Linked DNA regions of Mus musculus: regions 1, 2 and 3 are each linked to region 4. Evidence: chromatin contacts called from public Hi-C and targeted proximity ligation data. All regions are on one chromosome and are shown on one strand. The core of a region is the stretch at or near the end of the contact, and the rest is flanking DNA. Distances in the headings are between cores, read along the strand shown.

The links. A called contact is a pair of places that touch in the nucleus more often than the background predicts.
Region 1: a contact with region 4 is called in a targeted proximity ligation map of CD8 T cells, with 7 read pairs. A contact is called at or near these places in 3 of 39 promoter capture datasets (the 3T3-L1 cell line and liver), 13 of 484 Hi-C or Micro-C datasets (the 3T3-L1 cell line, 3T3-L1-derived adipocytes, CD4 T cells and 7 more) and 10 of 130 datasets of targeted methods (CD8 T cells, DN3 thymocytes, the NIH/3T3 cell line and 6 more).
Region 2: a targeted proximity ligation map of large pre-B cells shows a contact between it and region 4, with 4 times the contacts expected there. A contact is called at or near these places in 1 of 39 promoter capture datasets (the 3T3-L1 cell line), 8 of 484 Hi-C or Micro-C datasets (the G1E-ER4 cell line, the HPC-7 cell line, the MC3T3-E1 cell line and 2 more) and 10 of 130 datasets of targeted methods (CD8 T cells, DN3 thymocytes, the NIH/3T3 cell line and 6 more).
Region 3: a Hi-C map of liver shows a contact between it and region 4, with 3 times the contacts expected there. A contact is called at or near these places in 1 of 39 promoter capture datasets (the 3T3-L1 cell line), 25 of 484 Hi-C or Micro-C datasets (the AML12 cell line, B cells, CD4 T cells and 19 more) and 9 of 130 datasets of targeted methods (the 230-238 cell line, the NIH/3T3 cell line, double positive thymocytes and 5 more).

The regions. Positions count from the first base shown.
Region 1 is chr19:33,080,296-33,083,388 of GRCm38.p6, reverse strand. No RefSeq gene overlaps it. Among named protein-coding and RNA genes, the nearest start is that of Gm29863, 3.9 kb to the left of the region's middle.
Region 2 is chr19:33,009,208-33,012,607 of GRCm38.p6, reverse strand. No RefSeq gene overlaps it. Among named protein-coding and RNA genes, the nearest start is that of Gm36860, 31 kb to the right of the region's middle.
Region 3 is chr19:32,973,707-32,976,822 of GRCm38.p6, reverse strand. Gm36914 (a long non-coding RNA gene) reads right to left here. Exons shown (of 4, transcript XR_877816.2): 3 at 1,375-1,478; 4 at 1,200-1,269. It overlaps Gm36860 (a long non-coding RNA gene), which reads left to right. Exons shown (of 3, transcript XR_877814.3): 2 at 1,435-3,116. Among named protein-coding and RNA genes, the nearest start is that of Gm36860, 5.1 kb to the left of the region's middle.
Region 4 is chr19:33,220,977-33,224,416 of GRCm38.p6, reverse strand. It overlaps the pseudogene Rnls. Among named protein-coding and RNA genes, the nearest start is that of Mir3970, 66 kb to the right of the region's middle.

The DNA.
Region 1 (3,093 bases), core at 474-2,973, 140 kb after region 4:
GTCCCAAGGCGGTTTTCAAAGGTCAAGCCTTTCTGGGTGATGGATCTGGAGAGCTCTACCTTCACCAGTGAATTAACCCATTGATTGAGTCAGAACTGAAAGAGCTGTTGTGAGGTGGTAGAGATGTGTGTGCCTTGAAGGAAGTAAGTCACTGGAAATGAATCCTTAAAGGTATGCCCCCATCTCTCCTTCCTTCCCCTCTCCCTTTCTGTCTTCCTTTCTCCCTCCCCCACTTTTCTCTCTCTCATCACCCTCCCCGCCCCATCTCCTTCCTTGGCTACTGAGAAGCAGGCAGGTTTGCTCCACCACTAATCCTTGGCACGATGCTATTCTTTATCACAGGCCCAGAAACAATAGAACCAAGAAAAAAAATCTTTGGAACTAGGAGCCAAAAATAAATCTTTCCTCCCTCAGTGTGATTGTCTCAAGTATTTCATCACAAAGACAGAAAGCTGACAAGAGTTGTATAAATTCTTTGTTTATAATTAGATCTCATTCCCCAAATATCTCATAGATATATATAGATATATATCTTCTACATACATATAAAATTTACAGTTCAGATATTTGTATATATGTACAAATTCTGTCAACTTTTAAAAATGAAGTCCAAATCATTTGGCCAGTCCCAACCATTATGGATAGATGATTTTTAGTCTTTACTAATAATATTAGGATATCATTTATTTCTTATTAGAAACCTTTGAAATGACTCCAGTGGGTATCAAAATGGTGCTGCCAAATAGCCATGGCTGAGTGGAGGTCAGCTTGTCTCTAAGAATGAGCAGGGTTCTTGTAACTAGAGAGGCTAACTCAGGGCTGAGAGATACATTTGTGAACAGAGCTGATGGACGCTTCTTGACACTAGACGTAATGAATTTATGTTTTTAGTCCACTTAAGCTGGAGTACTCTTCACTTTTGTCCAGAGTGTTCTCATGCAGTTCCATTAACGGAAATTGCTAGGTCAAAAGAAGGTCTGTTTCTCAGAGAGGATGAATTCATATTCATTTTTAAAACACGAGCATAAACTCAGTAAAAGAAAGTTTAATCCTAGATCTGGAGAAAGTGATGGACAGGTGGGTTAGCTGAGCATTGGGGCACTGGATGCTCGCACTGAAGCTTAAGGGAAAGAGCACACGGAGAGATGCGAGGATAGCCTGGGCCACCTGGCTAGCTCTATTAGCCAGGAAGAAAAGCAAGAGACGTTAGTGAGGGATGCTGGGGAAAGAAGCATAAAGGGACGGAGGCAGGCTTCCAATGCCTTGGTCAGCTTCTCCCCGTAACCGATGCTCTTCTGAGTAGAGCAGTTGACTTTGGCTCATTGTGTACGAGGTTTCAGGCTGGGATCAGTTGACTCTGTCGGCCGCCACCATGCCTGCTACATCAAGGTGGAGTAAAACCATCAAACCCATGGCCAGAGAGAGAAAAAACAAAAAGGGAAGAAAATCCCTTAAAGGCCTGAAGCCTTCCACCTGCACCTCTCAGAAGTTCCACCATCTTCTTATAGCATAAAGGCTGGATACCAAGCCATTCATGGGTGAGCCTTGAGGTGACACCTATCCAACACAGCACAGACCAAGAAGGCAATTCAGAGAGATCAATGATAGCATGTGGGTCAGGTTTTACAAAGGAACCAAAACTGAAGGAGCAGAGATAACAGGGCTAGATAACCAACCACCAGGACACCGTGATACAAGACAAAAATGAAACCAAAGGCACTTTCAGGTGGTAACAAGAGCTCTGTTCTAAAAATAGGCAAGCTGACAGGAAGGTAAGTGACATGGAGAGTGGCTCAAAGGAGTGTAGTTGAATTAAGTAAGGCTCTATCACTAATGCCGATCATTCGTCCTCCAGTTAAGAGGCAGATGCCATTTCTCAAGGCCCTTACATTTGAGGAGGGGCCATGCTGCTGTTCAGTTATAAGTCTGAAGTTTTCTGGACCAAAGTGGTGAAAAGCCTGCACTTTGATCTTTAATCTCTTCTTTCTCTCTGTTTCTTCTTCCTCTCTCCTTCTTCTCCTCCATTGTTCATCCCCCTTTTCTCCCTGACTTCTTTCTTCTCTTCTTCCTCCTCTTCTTCTTCTTCCTCCTCCTCCGCCCTAACCCCCACAATGGTTCAGGAGGAGATCCTCCACTTAGATGAGAAAAGCAAAAGATTGAAACATATGCACAGAACAGATAAATATTGTCCATTGAACATATCATGAGATGTAAAAATCATTTGTTATTACAGCATAACTTAGTTCTACCCTTGCTAGCAAACATCAAAGCTAGGGACATAGCAAAAGAGAGTAGCAGGGTTAAGAAAAAAATATTTTTCCATTCTATACTTAATTTTACAAAATGGAAAGACCCAGTGTGGAAGAAAGTCTCTAAGATAATAAAACAATTGTGTGTGTGTGTGTGTGTGTGTGTGTGTGTGTGTGTGTGTGTGTGTACATGCATGCATGTGGTGGCCAGAGGTCAATCTCAAGTGTCATTCCTCAAGAGCCATCCACCTGGTTCTTGAGACAATGTCCCTCAATAGATCTGAGGCTCCATTAGACTAGAGCAGCTGCTCACCAAGCCCTGGGGATTAGTCCGCCTCTGCCTCCCCAGCACTGGCCTCTCAAGTGCTCACCACCACACCTAGCTTTTTTTATGGGTGCTGGGGTTTGAACTCAGGACCTCATGCTTGCACACCAAGAACTTTACCAACTGACTTGTCGCCCTAACCCTGATAAAGCAATGTCCCATAGAAAGTAGACTACATGACAAAAGTCTCTGCTTTTCTTCTTCTAAGGGAGAAATAAAAATCCAGAAAGAATGCTCAAGAGTTTAAGTCAGAGAGGTAGGTGGTGGAAGTGTATGGTTACAGTGCAGGTACTTCCTTCCTAAGAGAAGGGAAGGGTAGGACTGGGAGTTCTTCATGTGGGGCAATTTCAAGGTATGTTGAGCATCCATGCCTGAAATTAAATACATTTGCAGTGACCACCTTTGTAGGTTGGCTTGCTGGCAGCTAGCCAGCTGGGATGACTGGCAAAAGACAGATCCAAAGTGCATTTAACTTCTCTTGTTATTTAAAAAGTAGACCCTTACCCAGAAATGGTTAAG
Region 2 (3,400 bases), core at 163-2,662, 210 kb after region 4:
TACCTGAACAGCAACCTTCCCATAAAGAGTTGAACTGAACACTTCTTTCATGGGTAGAGAAAAAAATTAATGATTGGCAATTGCTCTTCTGTAAAAATTCCTCTTCCTTTAGCTAATGCATGATCTCCCAAGTCACTAATTCCTCAACTCCAACGTGAAACTCCATCAGCTCCTAGGAGCCAGCAAACTCAAGGACATTCACATCTCTCTAGAAGGACTTTAACCGGAGCCGTGGCCGTGGAGAGGCAAGATTCCAAAGAAGCTTCAGGCTGAAGAGTGGGCATGTGGTATTGGGAGCCTTTTCCTATCCAACCTCTCACGTGCTGAGGCCTTTGCCAGATCCATCATAAGCTTTCCTTCCACGCTTGTTTTCTTCTCCCTCACACATCTTCCCTTTTTAACCTAAATTCAATGTGAGGTGGGTTTGCCCTCATCTGCCTGTTAGCCCATGCTTGAGGAGGCTCAGTCCCATGATTAGCAGCTTAGCAAGTACCTTTCCTAACTAAAGACAGATACCCACCCTGAAAGGAATTCGGATGGAGCCAATGGCAAAGATGGTATTATCGTGTTTCTTCAGAACACGGTCCAGAAGCCCAGAGAAGGATACCGAAGTTGAGGCCAAATGCCTAAAATCCTAGTAAATGTCGCTTGGCAGAAACTGAGCATGGCAAAGGTAGAGAATTCACAGGAGTTAAATGCTGTCACAAAGTAATTTTTTCAGATTCTTTAGCCTCTAACAAGATAATCTTTCTTATTTGTCTACCACTTTCCACACTAAAGTCTATAGTAAGAATGTCTCCTCGTCCCTATTCATCAACTGTTCATATTATCCTTCCCAATGGCTGTTCTCCACTGTCCATATTTTCTCTCCCTGCATTGACTTAAACTGGACATGTCTGCTAATGCTATTCATTAAAGCCTACAGGATCTATCTGGTGTGTACTTGACAGTCTCAACGGTCTCCATCCGGGTTGCCCAGCATCTGCAGCTCACTACCATCCTTGGGATTTCCAGATGGGACAGATCTCAGATCCCACTAGCATCTTGGCACAAACATGGGGGAATGTAATGTTCCTTTGACGGTTGCTATCTCACTCCAGCCGTTGCGGGGGCTGATGAAAGTCCGATGGCCTCTTACCGTTCACAGCCAGTCTGTAGGTTTGGGTCAGTTCTGTAATGACAGAATGAGCATGGGCTCCTTTTAATAAGAAGTAGACTTTCAGGTTTTGCTTTCATGGAATTGTATGTGAACGCCTCATATGGTCAAAACAAGGAAGTTCTGCACGCCTATATTTAAATGTTGCAAGTAATTCCCATTCGGGCTAACTTCATCCAGATGTGGGTCCTCTGTGCCCATGTAAATTAGATGGCTTTCTTTTTGGCCTTGTCGAGAATCAGCACTCTGACTCACACTAGGGGGAAAAATGGAAAGAATGTGTGGCAATTCCACACGGGACATGCTATTTTAATAGTACACGCTCTGTTGAAGGGAAAACCGGAGCTTTTGTACTGCAAACAACAGCATTTGCATTTCGAGGGGCTAGACACTATTGCTCAGTACCAACCATGTCAACATGGCCTTTCGTCCTGGCTGACAGCTATTCCCGTAGCTGAATTTCTGGTTTGGGTTCTAAGTATTCTTGACTAAGAGCCACATCTGTTCTCTGTCCCCAGCCTCGCTGCAGGGACTTTCTAAAAGGGAATAATTATTTTTGAGATAATGGGCTCTCTGTAGTGCCTACAGCGCTTTCCATTCTATTCTTTCTCTTTCTTTCCCTCCCTCCCTTCTTCTCTCCTTCCATTACTTCCCCCTTCCCTCTCTCACAGTGAGCTTAAGTGAGACAAATGTGGGCACCAAAAACTCAACATCAAAAGCAATCCACGTTGTCTATCATGTTCTTAGCTTTCCTTGGCCCACCTCCTGACTGCTCTTTGAGAAAGTTTGCTCCCTGACAGAATGGAAATAGTCTTCAGTCAGTCTCTACCCAAATGCACCTTCTTTTCATGAGACAGCAGGGAGAAGATCCACAAATGGTAAGAGTGCCTGTCAATGCCAGACATGCATTAGTATTTAATTACTCCACCAGGATGGCATGCTAGCAGCCCCTAGCCCTGCTCCAGTTCTGTTATCCACAAGTCTTGCCCTAGCCCATCTCAGAGTCTGCCTGAGACACAATGTGGGGCATTGTGCATCTGTGCTTATCCCTGGCTGAATGTGTTGATGGGGAATGAAGAACTCATAAGGGAGCATGAGCCACTAATGCACAGTGCCCTAGGATGCTGACCAAGTTCTTGGCACATTCAAAGTGCTCTCTTATCACGGTTGATCCTCTGCCACCATTCTGTGAGGTGGGCAGGGAAAGCCTGCACTATGGTTTCACAGATGAGCAAGATGAAGCAAGAGTGTTAACTTCCCTAAGAGTACATGACTCCTAAGAAGAGGAAAAGAGGAGCTGAATTCCTAGTCTCCAAGCCCATGGTGACTCCTGTGCACCAGAACGCTGCAGCTCAAAAACAAACAGGACCTCAATTCTATATGCTGTATTAATGGCAGCCCAGTCTACTTGTGAGTATCATTCCAATGTGACCATGTGTGTCAAAACCCCCAAGAATGTGCGTGTCCTTTAGACATAGACACTTATCTTAAGAAATTATAACTCAAAAGAATAGCCTGTGTAGAGATATACATACATATATAATGTAAATAAAATATTAGACAGTTCTTCATAGCCAGGACATCATGTTGGCATGTGACATTGACTGCTGGGGACTCAGGAATTGCTGAGATGTTTCAGCAGTAGCTGCAAGACAATGTATGCTGTGTTCATTGCTAAGGTTTAAAATGAGCCAGGTGTGTGCAGAACTGATAAGGTGGTGGAGGTGGCCATGTCTGTGTCAAGGTGTGAAAGAAGCATGTTGAAAACCAAAAGTGTCCCAGGAGGCATCTTACTCAGAAAGAGTAGAAGCCAGACATGTCAAGCTTAGCCTTGGGCAGTGTCTTAGTCAGGGTTTTACTGCTGTGAACAGACACCATGACCAATGCAAGTCTTATAAAAACAACATTTAATTGGGGCTGGCTTACAGGTTCAGAGGTTCAGTCCATTATCATCAAGGTGGGAGTATGGCAGTATCCAGGCAGGCATGGCGCAGGCAGACTTGAGAGTTCTATGTCTTCATCCAAAGGCTGCTAGTGGAAGACTGACTTCCAGGCAACTGGGGTGAGAGTCTTAAGCCCACACCCACAGTGACACACCTACTCCAACCAGGTCACACCTATACCAACAAGGCCACACCTCCAAATGGTGCCACTCCCTGGTCCAAGAATATACAAACCACCACAAGCAGGTAGAAGGATTCTAAGGCAGAACAAAGGTGATTATCTGGAACTGGTCACAACCCC
Region 3 (3,116 bases), core at 418-2,917, 250 kb after region 4:
GGTAGTTGATCTAAGATTTTTTTTTCATTGTTTCAATGTACTACAACAAACAATGAAAGTCACTAATTCATGGGCGTAAGACTGAGATGTGAGCACACACACAGTTTCATTCTATGGTAGCTTATGTTATAATGGAAAGACTGAGGTCAGCAATGTTTCACAAAAATGTTCTCAGGGCACCTGCGCGTAGAAAAGCGTCTCCTTATTTCACTTTCAATGTATCACAGCAGAACGATTCTTCAAAAGAGTAAATATAAGCTATTGAAAAGAATGAACTATTCGCTGGGCATGCAGCATGATGGAAAAGTGCTTCCCTAAGAAGCTTGGAACCCCAGGCTCAGGCCTCAGTTCAGAAAGAAGAGGAAGGAATTAAAAGAGGGAAAGATGTAGAGAGGACAAAATTGGGCAACAATACACAGATCAAGGCCCCAAATTTACATAATTATTAGTCAAGAAAAAATATCAAAAAATATCAAGTCACTCTAGTTGTAAGAAATCCCACCATTGATGTCTGTACATATGGAATAGTCACTGTTTACAGGAATGCAATGCTCCACAAGCTATGTCTTGATATTATTTAATACAAAAAGTTAACTATTCTAAGAACAGGACAGTATAAAAATAGGACAAGATGATAATTTTAAAAATTTTTTTAAGAACCGAGCCTACTTGGTCGGTATGTTTTTCCATACCTGCTCCTCAATAAAATACCATTTTTCTCTTCCTCTACCGTGGTACACTTTCTTAGATTATACCACATATTGTTCCCTCTTCTCTATGCCAGAATCATTTCATAGCCCAGAAGTGAGTTTCTGCAGTATGCCAACTTCTGTCCTGCAAGGTGGGCTAGATCATCTCTTTCCCTCATTAGATCTTAAGCTTCTTTGCACTTCCCTTAATGACCCTCACAATACCTATGAAAAGCTTTGAGCAGGGTAGTCCTTAGTAATTGCTTGCCACATGGGGGTGAGGGGGGAATGAAGTAATGAATGAACAAATGAACCAGCTTTTACCCAGTGCCCCTGGAAACAGATTATTTGATATCAAAGATTAATGCTTCCCTTAGATTCAAGCTGCTGGAATCACTTAATTTCTTTGTATTTGGTCCACATGTGAAATTCCAACCAACATCAAATGAAAGTTTGATTAAACAGATCAGAAACAGCATGTGGGATAGCTGTCAATCCCCCTGAGGCAAGATGTGAGTCTGGAAACCAGAAGACCAGGACACTGCAGAGCCGAGGGCATTCAAAGGAGCCTAGGTTTTGCCTGTGCAAAAAAAAAAAAAAAAAAAAAAAAAAAAACCTAACCCAAAGTGTCCATCAACCCCCCCAAAACAAACAGCTAAGCTCAGAGCCCCATCAGTATTTGCACCTTGTCTTCCGGTTGTGACTGTCTTTGTATCCTGAGTTCCACTTCTCTGTTCATTCCTAGGCTGACTCCCCATCTTAAGGGACATGGCAACGGAGAACTCGGTGCTTTCGGGAAAAAGAAAAAAAAATTATAAGCTGAGAAGGCAAAGCTGACAGAGGAGTTTCCACTTTTGAGCTTCTTCTGGCTTCTCAGAAGCCCGTGTTGCCCTTGAAGCTAGTTTCCTAGAGTAGGGGAGGTTCCTGGGAGTCTGCAAGCCACCGCAGTTATCTGGTTAGCGATCAGAAGGTTCTTGGTGCTGCCCCAGCTGGGATTCCTTCCAAACCATGTCTGCACCACCTGTAACTCTTCACTCCACTAGCTTGCCAGAGACCATCCCAAGCCTGGGGGAATGTGGGGCGCTGCCATTCCACAAAGAACCACCAGCCAACCTTGGCTGAAGAAGGACAACCGTGTACATTGCAAAGGAGTTGGAGCTTCCAGCTAAGGGCACCTAGCCAGGCCTGGTATGCAAATCTGGGATTTGTGCCCAGGGAACCTGCCCCAACTTGCCCAGGAGAGAGCAAGGCCAGAAGAGGATGGGAAAGGTTCTCATTCTCCACCTCCCCCAAGCCCCAGCCAGCCCCAGCCAGCCCCAGCCAGCCCCAGCCAGCCCCAGCCAGCCCCAGCCAGCTCCAGCCAGCTTCACCCAGTTTCAGAAGCCTTTGAAGTTCTGGGCCAGGAGGTATGGCCAGTATAGATCTGGGGATGTTTGTTTGTTGTGAGTTGTTCTATTTTTCGGTATCTTGATCTCTAGAAGACACAAGCTTTGGAAATAGAAGTCTAGTTCAATCTTGGCCTTGTACTGGCTTTATAAGCCAAAGAAAGGTTCTCTGAACCTTTGTGTTATCTGAAATTTTTAATAACCCTAACCTAGAGAATCAAACCCTCAGCGCTGTTGAAATTTTAGTCTAGTTATTAGTTTAGGGGTAATTGGGTCCCTGCCCACTAGACACCAGAACTCTCACCCTCCCACTTATGACAGCTAAAACCAATTTCAGACACTGACAAACTATTCTCCAAGGGAAGAGACTAAATTACACCCAGCTGAGAACCAGTTACCTAACTCAATCTGTAGGTTTGTGTTGCGCACATTTTATTGTAAATCCGGAGTCCGGTTCTTATGAGCAAATGCAAGAACACTTGAGGATTCGTAATTGGTACTGCAAACTCTTCTCCCCACATTTCCCCTCTCCCCCACTGCTTCAGCACTCATCCAAATCCACAGATAGCCACTTCCAGGAGCCCTGAGCCTCTCTGGCATCAAAGTGCAGTGAGTCTGAGCACAAAGCAAGGTGCAAGTTTATCCCTCAGAAGTAGACATGAGAGACAGTAACAAGCCAGCTTCCTAGCTCTTCGATAAGCCCGAGGTGTGTTCTACTCCTTTCAGGAGTATCCAGTGAGACCACAGTGGGAACTGGCTTCCCAGTCTCACCTTCTGCTCCCCAACTTATTCCCTAGGCTTGCTTCCCAAATGCTTTCACAACATCCTCTGCCATTCATGGTTTTTAAAATAATAAACTAAGACATAAAAACTGTACCTCTTATTTCTATCAGTATTTTATTTCTCATTCACCAGGTTTCTTATTAGTTCTTAGCTGGATTGTAGGGTTTCGAAACTGTAATGTTTTGTTTTTGTCTTTTAAATTCTTATGATAAGTCAGAATAACTGATCTGCTAAAATGAGGGTCTTAACAGAGGCAGAT
Region 4 (3,440 bases), core at 122-2,621:
AGACATCATCACTAGCCAATCAGAGCTCAGCATTCCGGCTGGCTGGTAAGCCAATCAGATGCAAGCTCCAGGTCTTCTTTCAGTGTTGCTAGGGTTTCAGGTCTACTTCTAAAAACTGGCTTGCTTGCTGCTGGTTCATTCTGTCCTTCTCTCCCTCCATCCCCCCCCCCCCCCCCATCCCCTTGCTCTCCAAACCCTTCCCTTTCCCTCCTCCCCTCTTTTGGGTTTGGAGCAATTCCAAATGCTTAAGCCTTCCGGAAGTTTGGGTTATTATGAATAAGCAAGGTTTAACTGTGTATTTTTTCCCTTGAGAAACAGGACAGCTATTCCACATTCGATTTTGAAAGCATGTGTTTTAGCAGCTTAATGTCCCTTGGCTCCATAAAACAGAATTTCGTTGTGTTTAAGAGAATTTTTTTGGTGCAGAGTGACTTTTATTCAGATGACTAGAAGATAAACTGGCATAGAACTTGGCAGTGACGTGTCCTGTCACTTGAACCTCATTGGGCTAACACAGCGAATTCTAAGTATGTCAAAACTCATCCAGTTTAACTGATGATGGAAGATAATATCTGATAGCACCTCAGATATTAGTTCTATCTTGAACTTTCAGTGCTGGGATTAGTGGTGAAAATCACTGGTCAGTAGTGATGGGGACTCTCACTTTATTGCTAATGGGTATCCCTTCCATCACATCTGGCTCATCTGTGGACCCATGGGTCTTCTTTAAATGCTCTCTAGTAGGGCGTGTGAAGATGCCCTAAACACAAACTGGCTCTGTGCTCTGAAAGCTTAGGGGCGATGCCGGATTGAGAAGGAAAACAACAGCAACACAAGTTCTGTCTTTCTCATAACCTTTGCTACTGACTTAAAAACTGGAACAGCATAAGGATTCGCAGTGTAAAATGACCCAAGACAGGTGGCGCAAAGCCAGAAGTCTGTCAGAAGCAGCTTAGGAAAGCTTAATGATTCACAAAGGAGTCGCTGCCTTCAGGCTCTGACCTTTAGAACTAACCAGCTTTAAGCTTTTGGTTCTGGCCCTTCAAGTCACTTGTATCAAAGAAAAAGGTACTCCCTTAAAGACATTACCATCCATCCATTCAAAAAGAAAAAAAATAGAAGAGAAAAGGTGTCAGCACCAGCGACTCTGTTCTCAGATAACATGGTCTTAGTCCTAAAGACAGTATTAATTGCATTAATTGCTTAAATACATTTTTTTTTTTTGGTTAGCTTTTAGGGAAGGCCTTGGTGTTACTGCATATCCTGCAGGTGAAATGTATGAAATTTGGTTAACATGGTAACGGCTCTAAAAATACCTAGGCTACAGTTTAACCACAGAGTTTCCTCCTTAACGTAAAAGAGCCGCTGTCATGAGGTGTACGAAAGTGCAACAAAGGCGATCCGTCTGACTTCATGCAAGCAGCCTATTAAGACAAGCCTGGCGAGGACACTGTGCGGCCACTAGGCATCAAAGCAGGAATTAAAGTTTTGTGAGACCATCTGACAAAGCACAACCCAGCTGATCAAAACGGCTAAGCATTCTTTCCCTGTTTCTACCTCTTCTGCCCCCACCCACTGGCAACCAAGCAGGGTGTGGTGGGGGTTCAAACAGTCACTATAGCGTGACCACAGGGCCTCACCCAAGGAAAACCTGGGTCACAGAGACCCAAGCGGGTAAGGAGGCTGCAGCAGGCTCCCCAGCATTCTCTGCAGCAGGCTCATGTGGAGGGTGCAGGGAAGGGAAAATTGCTCACTTGAGGTTTTCCCCATGAGGCCCTTGCTTCACAAAACAAAGGGTGGCAGAGGGTGCGACCTTTCCCAGGATGGCTCTGCAGTTGCCCACGTCAGGCTCTTCTGAACTCCGAGTGTCCTTACAGGGTTAAGAGATTTCTTACAAAAATCAGGCTGTCGAGGTTGCATGGTTTGGTAAATGAAAACACTGACACCCATTTATACTAGAATTTCAGATAAACAATGAATAATTTATTTAGTAAAAGAATGTCTGGTGCAATATTTGGGATACTGAAGAAATCCATTGTTCATCTGAAATTCAGATCTGGGTGTTGTGTGTTCTCTCTGATAGCTCTAGTCAAATCCTTCCATCCTTCGTCCTTAACTTCTCACCTTCGAGTGCCCAAACAACATGCTCAACTGTACTTTTTGCTTCAGGTATTTAGCTTTGGCTTGTTCTGGCTTTGTTTGGTCTTGTTTCACCCTGCCTCTTAAACCTCCGCTCATTATACAGAGCCAGAGGTGAGGAGATGAAGTAGCAGCTGAGCTCCGTCTCACCTTTGTGTTATGGACTTTTAATGCATGTAATTTTTTTAATATTTCATTTTATGTGTATGACTTGCCTGCATGTGTGCCTGTGCAGCATGTATGTGTCTGGTGCCTGCCGGGGCCCGAGGAGGGCATCAGACCCCCTGGAACAGGAGTTGGGTGGTTGTAAGAGGTCTGGTCAGGCCTGGGAATAGAAGGTAGGTCCGCTGAAACAGCCATTGACCTTACCTACTGAGCCGTCTCTCCTGCCCAATGAATGGTCTTTTTGGAGGGGTATCGTCTCTGTGTAACCTTGGCTGTCCTGGAACTTGTCAGCTTGACCTCGAACTCACAGAGATGTGTTTGCCTCTGCCTCCCAAGTACTGGGATTAAAGGTGTGCATCAGCTTAGGCTGAGTGGTCTTTTTCATCATCGTAACATTCTGTGTGATATGCTACTTAGAGCCCACATGTTATGGATAAGGTTGCTGGGCTCAGAAAGAGTACATGACTCGACCAAGGTCATACAGTTAGCAAGTACCAAAGCCAAGGGAGAATGATGCTAAGCTGTTGACTCAGTTACCTAGTCCACAGCATCAGTCCTGTTTAAATGTGGCTTTAGTGGTTAATTCATGTTAGGTTCTCTTTTATAACAAATGGCTCGTGGCTCATAAGTGAACGACACAACTTGCCAGCTGGATTGGGACTGTTTTCCCTCAGCTTGGACTAAACTACTATGTTTGTTTTGTGTGTAAGTGCACCTCCAACGTACTTCTGATTGCTCTTCCCTAGAGTAGCTCTAAGTGCTCTCTGCATGCTATGTGTTGTGATGTATACGATGTGTCCATGTGGTCTCTTAAGTGGTACTGAGGCTGTAGGAACATCTGTAACTGATTGGAAATTTCCAACTGACAGGTTAAAAAGCCACGGCTCCTAGGTGTAAAGCCATTTATTGAAAGCCACACATCTTATACTTGGCAGCTAAGAAGTCCATATTTAAGTGGAAGTTGATTGACTTATCAGTGTACAACTTTGGGAAAGACTCTGAACTTCCATGTCTCTACTAGATAATTATAAATGGGCAATTATATATGAAAGCTTCTCTCATATAGAGGAAGAGCTGGCCACATGGTGAGCACTCAACAAAGACTGAGATAGTGGTTTTGGAAATGATCTTCTACT